2 separate regions of the Mus musculus genome follow, and region 1 is linked to region 2. The links are chromatin contacts, called in public promoter capture Hi-C maps. All regions are on one chromosome and are shown on one strand. Each heading gives the region's core, a stretch centred on a gene start, on an enhancer-like site or on the middle of the called end of the contact. The rest is flanking DNA. Distances are from core to core; before and after follow the strand shown. Region 1 holds the start of Lpl (lipoprotein lipase). Region 2 holds the start of D130040H23Rik (RIKEN cDNA D130040H23 gene).

Region 1 (7,561 bases), core at 4,587-7,086, 390 kb before region 2:
AGGTTCATGTAGAATGGCTGACCAGCAAACTCCTAAGCCCTCCACTTCTCTTCTCCTTCTCTGCGGCACTGGAGTTACAGGTGTGCACTGCCTCTTCTAGCTAGTTACATGGCTGCTGGAGATCTGAACTCCAGTCCTCAGGCCTGCACAGCAAGCACCTTACCCACTGAGCCACCTTCCAACCTTATTTCAAGAATTTTAAGAGCACCCTCAAGTCTTCAGGATTAAAGGCATGCGCCACCACCACCTGGCATCCTCAAGTCTTCTTGAGACGTACATTTGATAAGCTATCTCCCAGCAGGAAATCTGACAGTCACTGCTGTTAGATAGCTGGAGTTTATACTGCAGTAGACTTACCTGTTCACTACAGAGTAGAATGGAGGCATGCCACAGTCCTGGGTCCTCGGGGCTACAACGTGCTGACAGAACACTATGTGATGACAGCCTCACAGACTATAAGACTCCCTAAATCTAAACTTTGGGGTGCTCATGTTTTAAGGTATTGCGGTGACTTTTACCTGTTTTCTAGAAGATTTAGTGAAATGCTTAAGTTATTTCAAGCAATATGTGATAGGATAATGCCGAAATTTCAGTCATAGGGTAAAACCTTAAAAAAAATAATGAAAAGAAAAAAGAAGAGAAGAGAGAAGAGAGGAGAGAGGAGAAGAGAAGAGAAGAGAAGAGAAGAGAAGAGAAGAGAAAAGAAAAGAAAAGAAAAGAAAAGAAAAGAAAAGAAAAGAAAGGAAAAGAAAAGAAAAGAAAAGAGAACAAAGTTGCCATTTAAATGTGTTCACTTTGACCTTCACATGCATAAGATTTTACACTTTGAGCTGTGGCAGTGGATTCCTCTGTCCCTAAGAAGTCTTTAGTGGGCATTCTACACATTGTGCTTTGCTTTATTTTCTGTAAAAAGTTCAAATGTCACATATACATGTACACATTATACATATACATATGCATATACATATACAGGTATAAATGTGTATATATAGACACACACATTATATATATGTGTATATATATATATACATATATATATATATGAATGAATCTCATTCATAAAGAAAAACTCATGACACTTGCAAGAAAATGGACAGAACTGGAAATCACTATGTTAAACAAAATAAGCCAGACTCAGAAAGAGACGAAGAGGTGGTAATAGAATACATGGCACAAAAGCAGAAGAGGCCCAGTTTGAGAGGTTATTGAGACCAATAAAAGGCAAGTAGAGGAGTGGGGATTATAATGGCACAATTGTACTAAAACTCTATAATGAAATCCATTATTTTGTATGATAACTTAAAAATCTGGAATAATTAAGTAAAATAGCTCATTTTTTTTTCAGATCTGGTAGTGTAACCATAAAGTCAGCAGGGGGCGCCAAGCTTGGGTTTTGCCCAAGGGTCTAATGTTATCTCTTAATTGTGACATCCCAGTAGAAAGCTTTTGTGGTTTCACGTATCCATGTTATTAACTAGGCTTCCTATGTAGACTTAATTTTTTATTTTTGTTTATTTATTTTTAGAAAAGGGAAGAAATCTGCTTATAAATGAACATGGGCTAGCAGCAGTGTCACCACTGGTGGAATATCCCTTTTAGTTCTTATGAGCTGTCTCATGGGAGAGGCTGCATCCTCTCTATCTGGAATTGTCTGTCCCCTTTCTCTACCACACAGTCTTGGTTAACAGTGCAACACAATGGCTTTGGGGGAAGTTTTGTTCTTTTTTAAAAATTGACTTTTATTTCTCTTAACCATATTCATACAAAATTGGGTGGGTATCCTTCCTTACATATCAGTGTGTTTATGTCTACATATTTGCTTTCATTGTTGGCTGTTTATTGTTTTAGGAAGTGGAGATTGTGTGACTATAACTCACAAAAAACCAAAATCCTTAAGATGCTTCCAGATCATTTTGCACCATCACATCACAGCCTGAAGCAATCTCACACTCCGAACTTGGCACTCTCCAAGCAAGCACAACCATAGTGCGTGGGGCGGGGCGGGGGGGGGGGGAGTTGTAGGAAACTGGCTGCATACACTATTCATTTGTACCTTTGATATCTTTCAGTCACAACACTCAGCTTTGCCCAAAACCGTCTTCTGTCTGAGTTACATTATTTGGGATTCTACAACATAGCAGCTGGTTAGGAAGGGAGCCACAGGCCAAAGCCTATCTATTGGCTACTCAAATAAGAGCCCCATTCTCACTGGCAGATCCTTAGTTGTCATTCTCCACTTTGTCCCTTTGTTCCTCAGTACTGCAGTTCAATCCTAGGATGTGGGTAGGTAATGGCAGAAAAGCCCTTCATCTTGACCTTTTTTTTTTTTTTCTTATTTAGATGTATTTAAAATGGACCTAAGACATTTTATTTTAAAATGTGTTTAGGGTTTTGCCTGCATGTATGCAAGTTCGCCATATTCTGGGTTCTGTTGGAGGCCAGAAGAGGGCATCAGATCCCCTGAAAGTCCAGTTTCGGATGGTGCAGGCCACTCTGTGGGCTCCAGGAGTCAAGCACAGGCTCTCAGAAGGCCAAGCCAACTAACCCTAACCCTCTCAGCCACCACAAAGTCATCTTTCCAGCCCAAAAATATTTGTACATTTATGAGATTGTATTTTTAGATTTGTGTTAGGCACGTTGTTCTCATATTCAGTGCATTTTCTAGTTATCAGCTCCATCCTTGCACAATGCTCTTTCAACCTTACTTAGACGTTTCATTATATTTTAGTTTTATCAAGAAAACATAGAATAGCATTTGAACCACAATCTGCGTCTACAAAAAAGGTCTGCTTCCCTTTTAGTTTGCAATTAAAATATTACAAATTAACACATTACCTTTTTCTCCTGAAACCACCAAAATAGAAGAGGTACACTTGGTGATTTTGGGGTATTTAATCTTTGGGGAATTTTGTCTTTTCCCATCTGTAATATGGGAGAATTTTTCAGCTCTGTTACAGCTAAAATCACTAAATGCATGAGAGGATGAAGATTGCTCAATGGGCAAATGGCAAGCAGTCAATCAAACCTATGACGGACAGGCAGAAGGACAGACAGAATTTCCTTACTCTTTGGTTTTGGAACACCCCCCCCCCCTCCACACACACACACACACACACACACACACACACACACACACACACACACTTCCCACAAGGTACTAAGGTGCATATTTTACATATCAAAACAGACCTGGCCTCCAGGTTCTCCCAGCATCCCTCAGTCTCTACTTGACATACCCTGCCCCCACCCCTGAACATTCCAGTCCAGGGACTAGGCTGCCCTTCCCCCAGAGGCTCTTCCCTATATAATCCAGACATATTGTGTGCCCCTCTCCCTTTATCTCTCTCTCCTTCCCTTTCTCCCTCTCTCTCTCCCTCTTTCCGTCTCCCCTTTTTCTCTTTCACCTCCCCTCCTCCACCTCTCCATGGCGACTCCCCTGGCCTCAATCCTTTGGGCCTGTGAACTCACCTAAGAGCAACTTCCCAATAAATCTTCCTTGAGCACAATCTAATCTGGCTTGAACTGGCTCATTTCAGTGGTGGAGAAGTGACCTATCACTTAACATCAGGAAAGTAGGAAAGTGAGTGTTTCGTAAGCGATACATATTTGGTTTTGTACTTAAATCGATTTTAACTATAGCAGATACCAAAGTGCCCTACCCTAAGGGTACTTTTTTTTTTAACATTTGAAAATGCTCAGATTGTTCAAACATAACCTTTTTTTTTTTTTTTTTTTTGTCTATTACAAAGAAAAAGTCAATTTCAGAAAAAGCCAAGCCTCAAGCTATGCATGGCCAAATAACCTTGTGGAAGTCTGGGCATCAGACTTGTCAGAAGCTCACAGGAGCCTGACCTGGAGCTCATGTGAGCGTCTGCGGGGAGAACTGGGGCACCTGACTAAGGCCAGCACAACCAATCATGAACAAGTGTGGCTGCCACACCTACCTGCCCACCACTTGTCCCCTGGAGAGAGGCCAGCGTGTCTGAATTCCGTGTTAGTTCTTCTTGGAAATCTGTGCACCGTACTGGTCATGCAAAGTGACAATATAGGCCAGTATAAGTCAGGTTCACATATTATAGAAGCAGCTTCAACAAACCATAGATAAGTATTTATCTCTGGACTCTTGAGTGCTTTCTGTGATCAGTTAACTGGAGAGGCATTTTTAAAATGCATTGTGTTAGATGCCCCTTTGCCCCTTTATTAATCTCATAAAATCTTGAAGTTCTCTGAAAGTTCCAGGTAGCAGTGCAGGTCGGTTTGGAGTCTGATCAAATGACTTTTAAGCTTGAAATTCGGCTGTGTGGCTATTCTAGATAAAACACAAAGCATTTCTACACTTCTGTTTTTATGTCTTTTATGCCACTGCCATGTTTTAAAATTAGAGCTTCCTATATACTTCTTTCAGAGGTTGGCCATATTCTAGTTATGTGCCCTGGAGTATCTCTGCCATTTCCAAAGTTGTTCAGTGGGGTTTCGCTCTTGCCAACTTTCAAGATCCACCACATGCGTTGGAGCCAGTAATGAACGTGGATGATGCATTGCTTAGCGATTGCAGTGCAAGATGAGATGGCGAGACATCTGGCTGGAATTCATCTACACAACAGCATGTTTGGCTTTTATCTGATAGTTGTGAGAAATTTAAAAAGCGGGCTTATATTAAAGTATATAGTTTTTGATCCCCTTAACCTCCAAGGGTGTGTGTGTGTGTGTGTAGAGAGAGAGGGAACCATCCTAAAAATATTGAGATCAGTAAAGAGAACTAATTTTTTGAGGTGGTTTCTCAGCATTAAGGTGGGGAATTTAATGTTTATTGGTTTTTTTTTCTAGCTAATCAGCACCCTTTTCATTTAAAAAGATACTTGCAGATGAGCACAGTATATGATGTGCTTTTATTTTTCTTGCTTTTCTACAAACATGTGCTAGTCCACTTTGCAAAAGCTCAGTATTCACCCTTGCAAAGTACAATTTAATATCAACGCATCAACATAGCTGAACAATGATAAGCATAATGGAATTTGGAATATTTCTATCATGCTCCTCACCCTGCCCCCACACTCCTAGCACCCCATATCCCCTCGCCCTGGAACATCACTAATCTATGGACTGTCTTTGTAGGTTTGGAATGGTCATTTGGCATGGCCTCTCCCACTGAAAATCCAGGATAGCTTAAAATGTTTGACCATGACTTTCTGCCTCTGAAAATAGATGTTATTCTTGAGTTTCTTGCTGAATTAAAGGATCGAGTACAATTTACATAAGGCAAAAATTAGAAACTAGTTAAAGCAAGTGGGTCTTTTCTTCTACTACAGAAGGAGACCCATATTGCCAAGATACAAAGCAGACCGTGCAGGCACCATGCGCTGAGCAATATGTGTCCTAAGGTCCCTTTGGCGCGTGGGGACCTGTGGGTGGGTGGGGGAGGGTGTGCGTTTGAAAGGATCTCTCAAGTTTAACAAAGATTTATCAAAAGGTTGTATGTGTGTGAGTGTGAAAGTGTTAGGTACACGCTGTTTAAGAGCAAAACTTCTTCCCCTTAGAAAACGGATCGTAGACTACTCAACATAAATCAGTGTAAACCCCTCCTCTCTGCCTCTATAGGGGTCCCTAGGGACCAGATTCCTCCCGGTAGGCAAACTGGAGTCTAAACAACAAGCAAGCTTTCCTTCCTGCCCTTTCCCCTTCTTCTCGCTGGCACCGTTGAGCCTCGTTACCGTTTGCTCAAATATTTGGAAGTGCATTTAGAGTCCTCCCCCCAACTTATGATTTTATAGCCAATAGGTGATGAGTCTTATTTGCATATTTCCAGTCACTTAAACAGCTGTGCAGTGGAAACAGTGTCAGACTCTCGATTTCTCCTCCTACTCCTCCTCCGAGGAATTCTGCCCCTTGTAACTGTTCTGCCCTCCCCTTTAAAGGTTGACTTGCCCTACGGCGCTCCACCGCGCTCCAGTCCTCTTGCGCCTCCTGCTCAACCCGCTCCTGACTGCCCCACGCCGCGTAGTTCCAGCAGCAAAGCAGAAGGGTGCACCGGGAGATGGAGAGCAAAGCCCTGCTCCTGGTGGTCCTGGGAGTTTGGCTCCAGAGTTTGACCGCCTTCCGAGGAGGGGTGGCCGCAGCAGACGGTACGTTTTTCGCGCCAACTCCCCCTACCCCCACCTGCAGACCCGGACAGGACCACTTTTTCTCCATCTGAAGATGGGAGGGAGAAAGTTGGAAGTACGTGCATGCACTGGGACTCCCAGGCGCAGTAAATTCCCGGGAAGGGTGGCTGGAATGGAATCCAGGAGGAGAAGGGAGAGACTCTGCCTCCCATCACGCTACGGCGACTCTGGGTTCCCGCTTTTTTTTCCTTTCTCCTGAGTTCCCACTCGGTCTCCTGCTCTCTCCCGCCGACTGCCATCGCAGGGAACGGCTGGGGCGTGGGGTGTGGAGCCTAGGATGGGGAGACGCAGAGGCCGAGCAAAGCTGTAGTGACCGGTGGTGACCTCCCTATAGGGAATAGGGGTGCTGAATGCAAGGCACGCGGGCCAAAGTGACCCTAACTTTGCTGGGACTGCGGGTCAGACCCCTCTAGAAGCGGGAAGAGTGAATCGAGGGTGCAGGTGGGAGGACGCGTTGTGTGCATTCCAACTGTACAGGGCGCTGTCGCTCTCGGCGGGGGGTTGTGAGCTACAGTGAAAGTGGGAGTGCGCGGTGGCGCCCGGGAACGCGTGGCGCAGAGTCCTGGAAGCTGGCGTCCTGCAAGCGTTCCTGTGCTCGGCTTAGCTCAGTACTCAAGAAAGCCCAGAAATGAACCTACCCTCCAGAAAACGAGGTTCAGCCACCAGCCGACTGGAGCCTGTGGCTTGGAGGTTGCCAGTTCAGCTCTGTGTCCTTTCCTTGCTGTCCCAGGAGAGGCTCGCCCTAAGGGAGGCGCTCAGCTAGCTGAGAGCACATGGGATTCTCTAGAGCCTAAGGGAGATCGCTTTCAACACTAGGTGAAAAAAAAAAAAAAAGCGGCCACCTCCACGGCTCTGCCTGCTCTCTGCCTAGAGAAGACTAGGGTCAGTAGCAAGTTGCTTTATGGCCTTGAAGTCGAGACCTGCCCACAATTGAGAAGCCTTGTAACTTGAACCTTGATTGAGCTAACAGAACACAGACTCAAAATGTGACTGAACTCAGTCGTAAAAGAAGGCTGGGGTTTCCTTGTGTTGCTGCTGGTGGAATCGCCACGAGGGTGGTGTCCCCTGGAGGTGCTCTAAGGTGGCACATCCGCAGCCTAATTCCAGTCTTAGTGGAGTCTATGACTGCAGCTAAAAGCTTGCCTTTATTTCTGCGTATAGTTGTAAATGTCTTGTTATCAAAGGAAAGAGAATCCATCATGGCAGAACTGCACGAAAGAAACGAATCCTGGGTGTTTTGAGGATACTGGAGATTCTGCCTCTCCGGTGGCAGGTTTGCAACTCTGGTTAAGAAAATAGGAGCAAACTTTCGATTCACATTTCAGAAAGTATACCATAGTAGAACACGACTTTTACCGTAAACTCCCATAGAAAAGGTCGCCTACATTTTTAGGTTTTGC
Region 2 (7,509 bases), core at 1,479-3,978:
AGCTGCAGACAGAGACAAACTTCCTAATTGGCTATCCAGTGCAATGTGATCAGCCCAGAAACCATAAACACACAGCCAAAAATAAGAAAATACTCAGCAGGTTGTAGTCATATATTAAGAGCTTGCTTATACATAACAAGGAAAATTTTGGGACAAGATGGAAAGAGGACGAGGAAGGGTGTGTGAGATGTAATATATTTTAATCAACCAGTATAAAAGGAAATTTTAAATAAAAAAGTAAGGCTAGAGAGATAGATGCTTCAGCAGTTAAGAGCACTGGGTGTTTTCCGGAGGACACAGGTTCCAGTTCCAGGACACATAAGGTTACTAATAATATGCTATGACTCCAGTTGCTGGGATCGTCTGCCCTCTTCTGGCCTCTGTGGGTTCTGAATAGACTCATGCAGGCAAACACTCATTACTAACATAAAAAAGAAAAATAAATCTTTGTGGATGTCACAGTCTTGAGAGAGACAGCAGCCAGGGTTGGTTAAAATGAACTCTTTCTTATTCTGCATGGCAACAGCCATCGCCTTCCTCTGAGCCAGCCTGCTCAGAGGCGAAAGCAGCCTTCTGAGCATAGAATAGCTCAGTGTAGCTGTTCACTGTAAGTACAGTGTCTACGGTGCCAATAGGTGACTTTTCCTTGATGTTTGCTATATTTGTGCTCTCTCTCATTTGTATGTGTGAAAATTATTGAATTGATACATCTATCTTTAAGAGTATAAAACATAATTAACAGGTATTATTGGCTCCTAAGTAAGATATATTCACAGACTCATTTACTTATGAGGAACCTGCCTGACTCCATTTTGAAGGCAGCAGCCATTATGCTGTATTTTTAAAAAATAGGTTTCCATTTACTGTAAGAGCTGAGCTGCTGCTTTTAATTTTGTTTCCTGGAGCTTGACCTGTCCCAACTCATGACCTTGATTTATTTTTGAGGACGCCTTGAACATTCCTGACCCTTCCTAACCACTCTTGCTAATCACATAATGACCATAGTGTGTGTTTTTGAGATATTTTTTCATATTACTTTACTGCCTCCATGTCTCCCTTCTGTAAACTGGCTTGGCAAATCTTATGATTTTACTCCTTAAAGTGGGTCAAAAATGAAGGGTTTCTCTCTTTAACCTGACTTAGGGGGCAGTTGCTGGCTAGCTCTTGGGTGCATCCCAATAAAATCAAGCTTGGTTCAAATTTGGCTCAAAATTGTGGTAGTGGCCTTATTCTCTCCTGGCTAGATTAACACATGATTTTCATTTATGATCTTGTGGTACAAGATGAACATGCCGGAGACATTTCCTTCCATCTTTTAAGATAATTTTTTTATGTTCCTGCTTGACTTTGAGTTAGAAGGCACATAAACGTCTCTGCTTTTAGATTGCGACCATGTTCAAAAGTGTATTTGTTAAATGAGCATGTTGAGGAATAAGCAGAACTCCACGTGAATGTGTCCAGGCTTCCTAAGAAAAATCCCCATGCTTCCTTTTTTGAGAAACAGCATTGCTTTGGAAATGACTCCCATGCCCATACAGGTAAGAACTTTGGCTCAGCATTTCTGTTTTGTCTGCTGTGATAGCAATTTTTGATAGTCAGACTGAATACATCTGGAATTAACTAAAACCCAATGGGCTGAAAACATGCGAGGGATTTTAATTAAAGCTTTTAAAGTGGAAAGACATTTCAGGATCTTTTGAGGTGACAATATTCACCTTTAATCTGGGCCACACCTTCTGGTAACAGCCTACTTTTGTAAGTTCATTTCTTTACTGGCATTAGAGCCCCTATCTTTAAAATCGTGGGTTATACTGAAGACCGGCTGAGACAACCAGCCTAATGGACTGAACTAGTGAATTCTTCAACTTTTAGTTGGTAGACAGCCCTTCTTGGACTTGCTGGACCACAGCCTGTGAGCCATTCTAATAGATTCCCTTTCTACCTACATAGAGATCTGTTTTATCCCTTCTGTTCATCTAGAGAACCTTCACTAATACACAGCTATGTTCTTTTCACCTTAACTCAGGAACATGCTGGCTAAGAATAGTGTTCATAAAAGGCATGTTTCTATGAACCAATTCATTCTAAGTATTCAAGTTACCATGGAGACTATACTTTTCATTATTACTAATTTGTCAGGAGACAGGCCTGCATTTCATGAGGAAAACTCCTATAGGAGTGGAGTACCATTCAGCCTTCTGGTGGGAGGTATACCTATCATTGTGTTTCTGATCTGGTTCCAGCTTTTCTCTCAGGATATTCTGACGTACCCTTGCCTCCCAGGTTACATGCAGTTGAACTTCACCTAGCCTCAGTGTCAAGCAAAAGAACAAACGTTTTGATTCCTAAAATCTCTCCTTAATTGTTAATATTGTGGCTCCCTTCTACTTGTGGGACACAAAAATCACTCCACTCCACATTGTGAAATGAGATGCACAAGCCAGCCACCCAGTGTCCAGGAGGAAGAAGGAAATGTTGCTGAGTGCAGAAAGGCGGAAGGGTGAATGGTTGGAGGCAGGGGCAAATGCGACTGAAATGCAAATATGTGCATATCCGGGAAAGGTCTGGCCTTGGGGTTGATATCAGCTCTAGCAAACACTGTGCTGTGTCCCTTCTGCATCCTCTAAGCATAAGGGGGAGGTTCTTGTCACTCAAGTCTCATTAGCCAATCAGACCCTTGAGGCGGACCTCCAGTCAGAAGGGGAGGCGGGCTCTTCCGGGGGACTTTCTGCAGGCTGGAATCTGAAGCTTCCTTAGTGCTAGTGGTTCTTTGCCACTACCTGCGGCTTAAGCGCGAGCCTGGGAGAGAAGATATGGTGAGCGAGGGGCGGTTGCCTGGTGAGCAGTGGGCTTGTGAACCTCGGGAGCCCGTGTGGTTGGCCCTCCCTGGGGTCGGATGGGAAGCAGTGGTTAGATGCAGCCTGCTGTGAGATTCTTTGTGGTATTTGCATCTCCCTAGACCCCAGTGGTGGTCTGGGAGCTGCATCTGCGCAGAGCCTTGGGAACAGGGGTAGTGTGTAGAAGTATCCTTGTAGTCAGTTTCACCAGGCTTTTGTTGCATCTGAAGATGGCAGTTTGCCAAACTCAGAGAGTCCCAGTTTCTCTAGCATCTCTAGAATTTCTGTGCTTCATATTTAATATTTAGGAGTACGATCCATTTGGAGTTAGTTTTGGGGAGGTAGTAAATGGCGTTTCATGTGTTCGTTAGCACTCCGCTAATAATCTGTGATGGAGAAGGGTAGAGTTGATGATGGAAAGGATTTACCAATGCTTAGGAGATAATAAGTCACGCAAAGTAGAGTTTAGCTAAGGGTGGGCTGCCTCTAAAGCATCCTAAAGATGATGATAAGTAGTATGCTAACCAGGCTTCTTAGACATGAGGTGATCAGAAACACATGTTCACTCACCAGAATTGTCTCGACATTTGGCCCCAAACTCTAACAAAAGATTTACAACCAGCCACTAACGCAATCCGCATATTAAAAGGCAGTTAGTTGTCTAAAAGCTATTCAAAGAAGTAGTGCACGGTCACAACTAACATCAAGGTCTGGTGTGCTATACAGGTCTAGTTTTTCCCACTAAAAAAGCATAGTTTTGCCCGATGGGTAAGACACAGCTCTTTGAAAAGGAAGGGCACTGTTGTGTTGAGGGCTGGCCTGATCTAGCAAGGTTTTCCCTGAGGCTTTCCTGTGTGGAAAAGGAGCACTGCCCCTTCTCAAACTGAGGAACAAACCTGGTAGATCCAGTAGAAACCTGGATTGACACAGTTAAGTCAGCTCAGAGGTTTGAGACACAGGCCACTCACTGGCTGTAGCTGTGTGTCATGGGTTATACATCTCAACAGCTAACACTGTGCCCAGAGGCAAGGTCAATCGATATCTTATTAATGGCATTCCCTCTACTAAGGAAGGATCTACTCTTTTTCCAGGTCAATAGTGCTAAGATTTTTTTTTCAATTATTTTTACCTTTTAAAAATTTTTTAACTTAATAACATGTACACTTTTTATTTTCTTAATTTAGGTTATATGTGGGAAACTGAGACAGTAATTCAAATAAAAAAAGTGTTTTGGTTGTACACATAGAAGAGGTAATGGAGCAGAAAAGTGAGAAAAGCAGAGAGAACAACTGAAGGTGAATCCCCACAGGGAAACTCCAAAGCAATGTAAAGCACACGGGGAGTTTCCCCACCAGGAGAAGCAGCTGGCTGGGATCATGCTTTTACACATCACCTCCAGTCAGCAATTTGTTAAAAGTTGTCCGTCAAGGGAGATGATACACGTACATTTCGGCACGCTGAGCCTGCTGCAATGACTTAGGGTGACAGGCAAAACTAAAATAGCAAGAGACAAATATACCAGAGGGCTTAGAGTTAGCAGGTAGGCGGGATGTACTGATGTGCTCAGTAGAGTAATACAGACAGAGCACCAGCAATGCTGACCACATTTGTCATAGCATTCTCCAACTAAGTGGTGGTCCTATGCTACACGGTGTACTGTGTACCCAGTGTAGCTAAAGCATCAGTTAAGTACAAAATTATACATCATTTTTACCTTTTAAAAAAGTCAGTTATTGGTATCACTTTTTAAATGTAATTTTCTTTAAATGTGTCACTGCTCCAATCTCTATTTCTTTCTGTTCTCCAGTGTTTCCTTCTCGTTAGGAATTTTATTCTGTTTTTCTCAAATGCTATTTATGTATTGATTTCTGTTTACAGCAATGTCTCCCATAGCCCAGGCTTGCAATTTATCATTGCTTTCCACACCTAATCCTGCCTCTGCTGCCTAGTGCTTGAAAGGCAGTCCTGCAACTCCTTCCAGGAAAAGGGAAAAGAGACCAATGAATGATTGTCCTCTGCCCTCCTTGGCTTCTATTAGGAAATTACAAATGAAGAGGAACTTGTGTTAGAACCGAGTTCACTGACCAACTTTGAAACTGCTGTAGTCACAGCACAGAAAGGCAGGGTCAGGAAGGGTGGTGAGAGCTTTTTTGCTCTGGCAACAGTAGGGATTACCAATGAGTACTCTGGGAGTCAATTTTAGGTGATCAATCAATGTCCTGTTTCTTGGGTCCACAGGACATGCAATCAAGAATCTGAATAAAGAACTGAATTTATTTCTAGGAACCAAATTACTGTAGTTACACTAGTTTAACCAGTACAGAAGATCTGGTCAAACTGACATGGCCATGTCTAACAGGAGTGTTGCTTTTCCTGGATGAAAATGGAGAGTCTGAGAGAAAAGGTGTGAGTAATCCTAGGTGTGGTCTTCTACAAATCGATAGTCCCTTGAGCAGGTGGGGCCATAAAGCTGGGTTTCAACGTTAAAATATAATTTTTGAAATTGTAATTACATCATTTACAAATTATTTTTCCTTTCTCCTATATACTCCTTTATGCATTCTATGAAATGGCCTCTTTTTGCTTTAATTGTTGTTACTGGTTGAATTTAACCTAAATTTGGCTGCAGGACTTCCCAGCTGTGAGATCAAGAAATGGCTCCACTAGACATTGAGTATCAAAGGGACCTCATGTCATGGAAGAGAGACAGGAAGTGCTCTGGGAGACTGGAAGAATTTCTACTAAAATACAAGTTTTCCAGACTAGGGACCTGTCTGCCTCTATTGTGGAAGGCCTGTCCTATTTGAGTCTGTTGATTTCTGCTCACCCTGTAGGGGAGCTGCTATTGTCCTATACCCTGCTGGGAAGACCTAGCTAATGAGAGACTCTGAGAAGTCCTAATAATCAGAAACACCAGTGAAAGGTAGTTTGTGGGTTCCTTCCAGAATTCTCCTCTGGTGCTGCTGTAGGGAGTGTGATGGAGACTACTAGCCATACCATGGTAGGTGTGGGGTCTGCTGACTAGATTAGGGGAGATAAGGCCAGCTATGCTGTCAGAGTCATTGGGACTGGGATGGAATGTGAACCAGACTGGATTCTGTTGAAGCATGTGGAGACTTGGGTAGTGTCCCCTGGCCTCTGAGCTTCCCTGAGTGTGGATTGCTGTGGGATGCTGTGGTTCTTGTAACATCACTGCCCAGTGTGCACACACAGGCATTCTGAAGGTTTGTCTGGTTTCTAGAACTTCTGAATGTTGTATTCTACTTTCAGGCTTGTCATATATAAATATTACAAAGGGTTTAGAAACTGGTAGAAAAGAGGTGATGGGGACCTAGGCCTGGAGAGATGGCTTAGTGGTAAAGAGCTCTTGATGTGTTTCCGGAGAACCAGAGTTCAGTTCCCAGGATCCATATCATGTGGTTCACAACTACCTGTAACTCTACCTCCAGGTGGTCTGATGTTCTATTCTTTTTTTTTTTTTTTTTTTTTCTTGAGACAGGGTTTCTCTTTATAGCCCTGGCTGTCCTGGAACTCACTTTGTAGACCAGGCTGGCCTCGAACTCAGAAATCCACCTGCCTCTGCCTCCTGAGTGCTGGGATTAAAGGCACGTGTCACCCACGCCCGGCTCTGATGGTCTATTCTTAACCTCTCTGGGCACACACACACACACACACGTGCGCGCACACACACACACACACACACACACACACACACACACACAACATAGACACAAGCATAGACACATATTTGTGTGTAGAGCCCATCTGCACTCTCCCTCATGTCCAGTGTTCCTACATTTCACTTCAAAAAAGAGCAGGCCTCCTAGTGATATCAACTGAACAAGGCAAGACAAGATACAATAAAACTAGGCATAAGCCCTCATTTCAAGGAAACCCACTAGGAAGAAAAGTGTTCCTTGAGAAGGCAAAAGAGTCAGAGACAGCCCAACCCCCACTGTTAGTAGTTCCACAAAATCCCCAAGCTGAACAACCACAGCACATACGCAGAGGACCTAGCATAGAACCATGCAGGCTCCATGATGGTTGATTCAGTCTCTGTGATTACCTATGAGTCCCCCCTTAGGTGGGCCATATTCTCATGGTGTCATCAACTCCTCTGTTTCCAGCAATCTGTCCTCCTCCTCTTCCTCAGGGTGCCCCAAACTCCACCTGATGTTTGGGTGTTGGTGTCTGCATCTGCTCCCATCAGTTGCTGTAGGAATCCTCTAGGCAGCATCTGTGAATAAAGTAGAATTTCATTAAGAATCACTTCATTGATTTTTTTTGTTTTTTTATTATCAGTCCAGTTACATTCAACCTTAGGTCTCTAAACCATATACCTTCTGATTCCTAGCCATATAGGCAGTGTTGACCATGGGCTCTCTCTTTGCTTGGGCCACAAGTTAGGCCAGTCTTTAGTTGGCCACATCTACAAGCTCTGAACCACCACTGCCCCCAGCATATTTTGCAGGCAGACCAGGTTGTGAGCTCAAGAATTTGAGGCTGGGTTGTTGTTCCAGTCCCACCACTGGAAGCCTAGCCTGGTTATAAGAAGATGTTTTGTTTAGGCTCTATATCTTCCATAACTAGGAGACTTCATTAGAGTCACCCTCAGAGTTTCCAGGAAGGTTCCACTGCACTTGGTTTCCACATTGGTCCATAAATGCCCAGC

Evidence for each region. Promoter capture Hi-C pulls out the DNA fragments that hold promoters and counts their contacts.
Region 1: a promoter capture Hi-C map of stem cell-derived epiblast-like cells shows a contact between it and region 2, with 2.7 times the contacts expected there. The contact joins the promoter of Lpl here to the promoter of D130040H23Rik in region 2. A contact is called at or near these places in 3 of 39 promoter capture datasets (the C10 cell line, embryonic stem cells and stem cell-derived epiblast-like cells) and 2 of 484 Hi-C or Micro-C datasets (both in embryonic stem cells).

The regions. Positions count from the first base shown.
Region 1 is chr8:68,874,719-68,882,279 of GRCm38.p6, forward strand. Lpl (lipoprotein lipase) reads left to right here and starts at 5,837. Exons shown (of 10, transcript NM_008509.2): 1 at 5,837-6,122. The coding sequence starts at 6,035.
Region 2 is chr8:69,268,376-69,275,884 of GRCm38.p6, forward strand. It overlaps D130040H23Rik (RIKEN cDNA D130040H23 gene), which reads left to right and starts at 2,729. Exons shown (of 5, transcript NM_001384124.1): 1 at 2,729-2,816.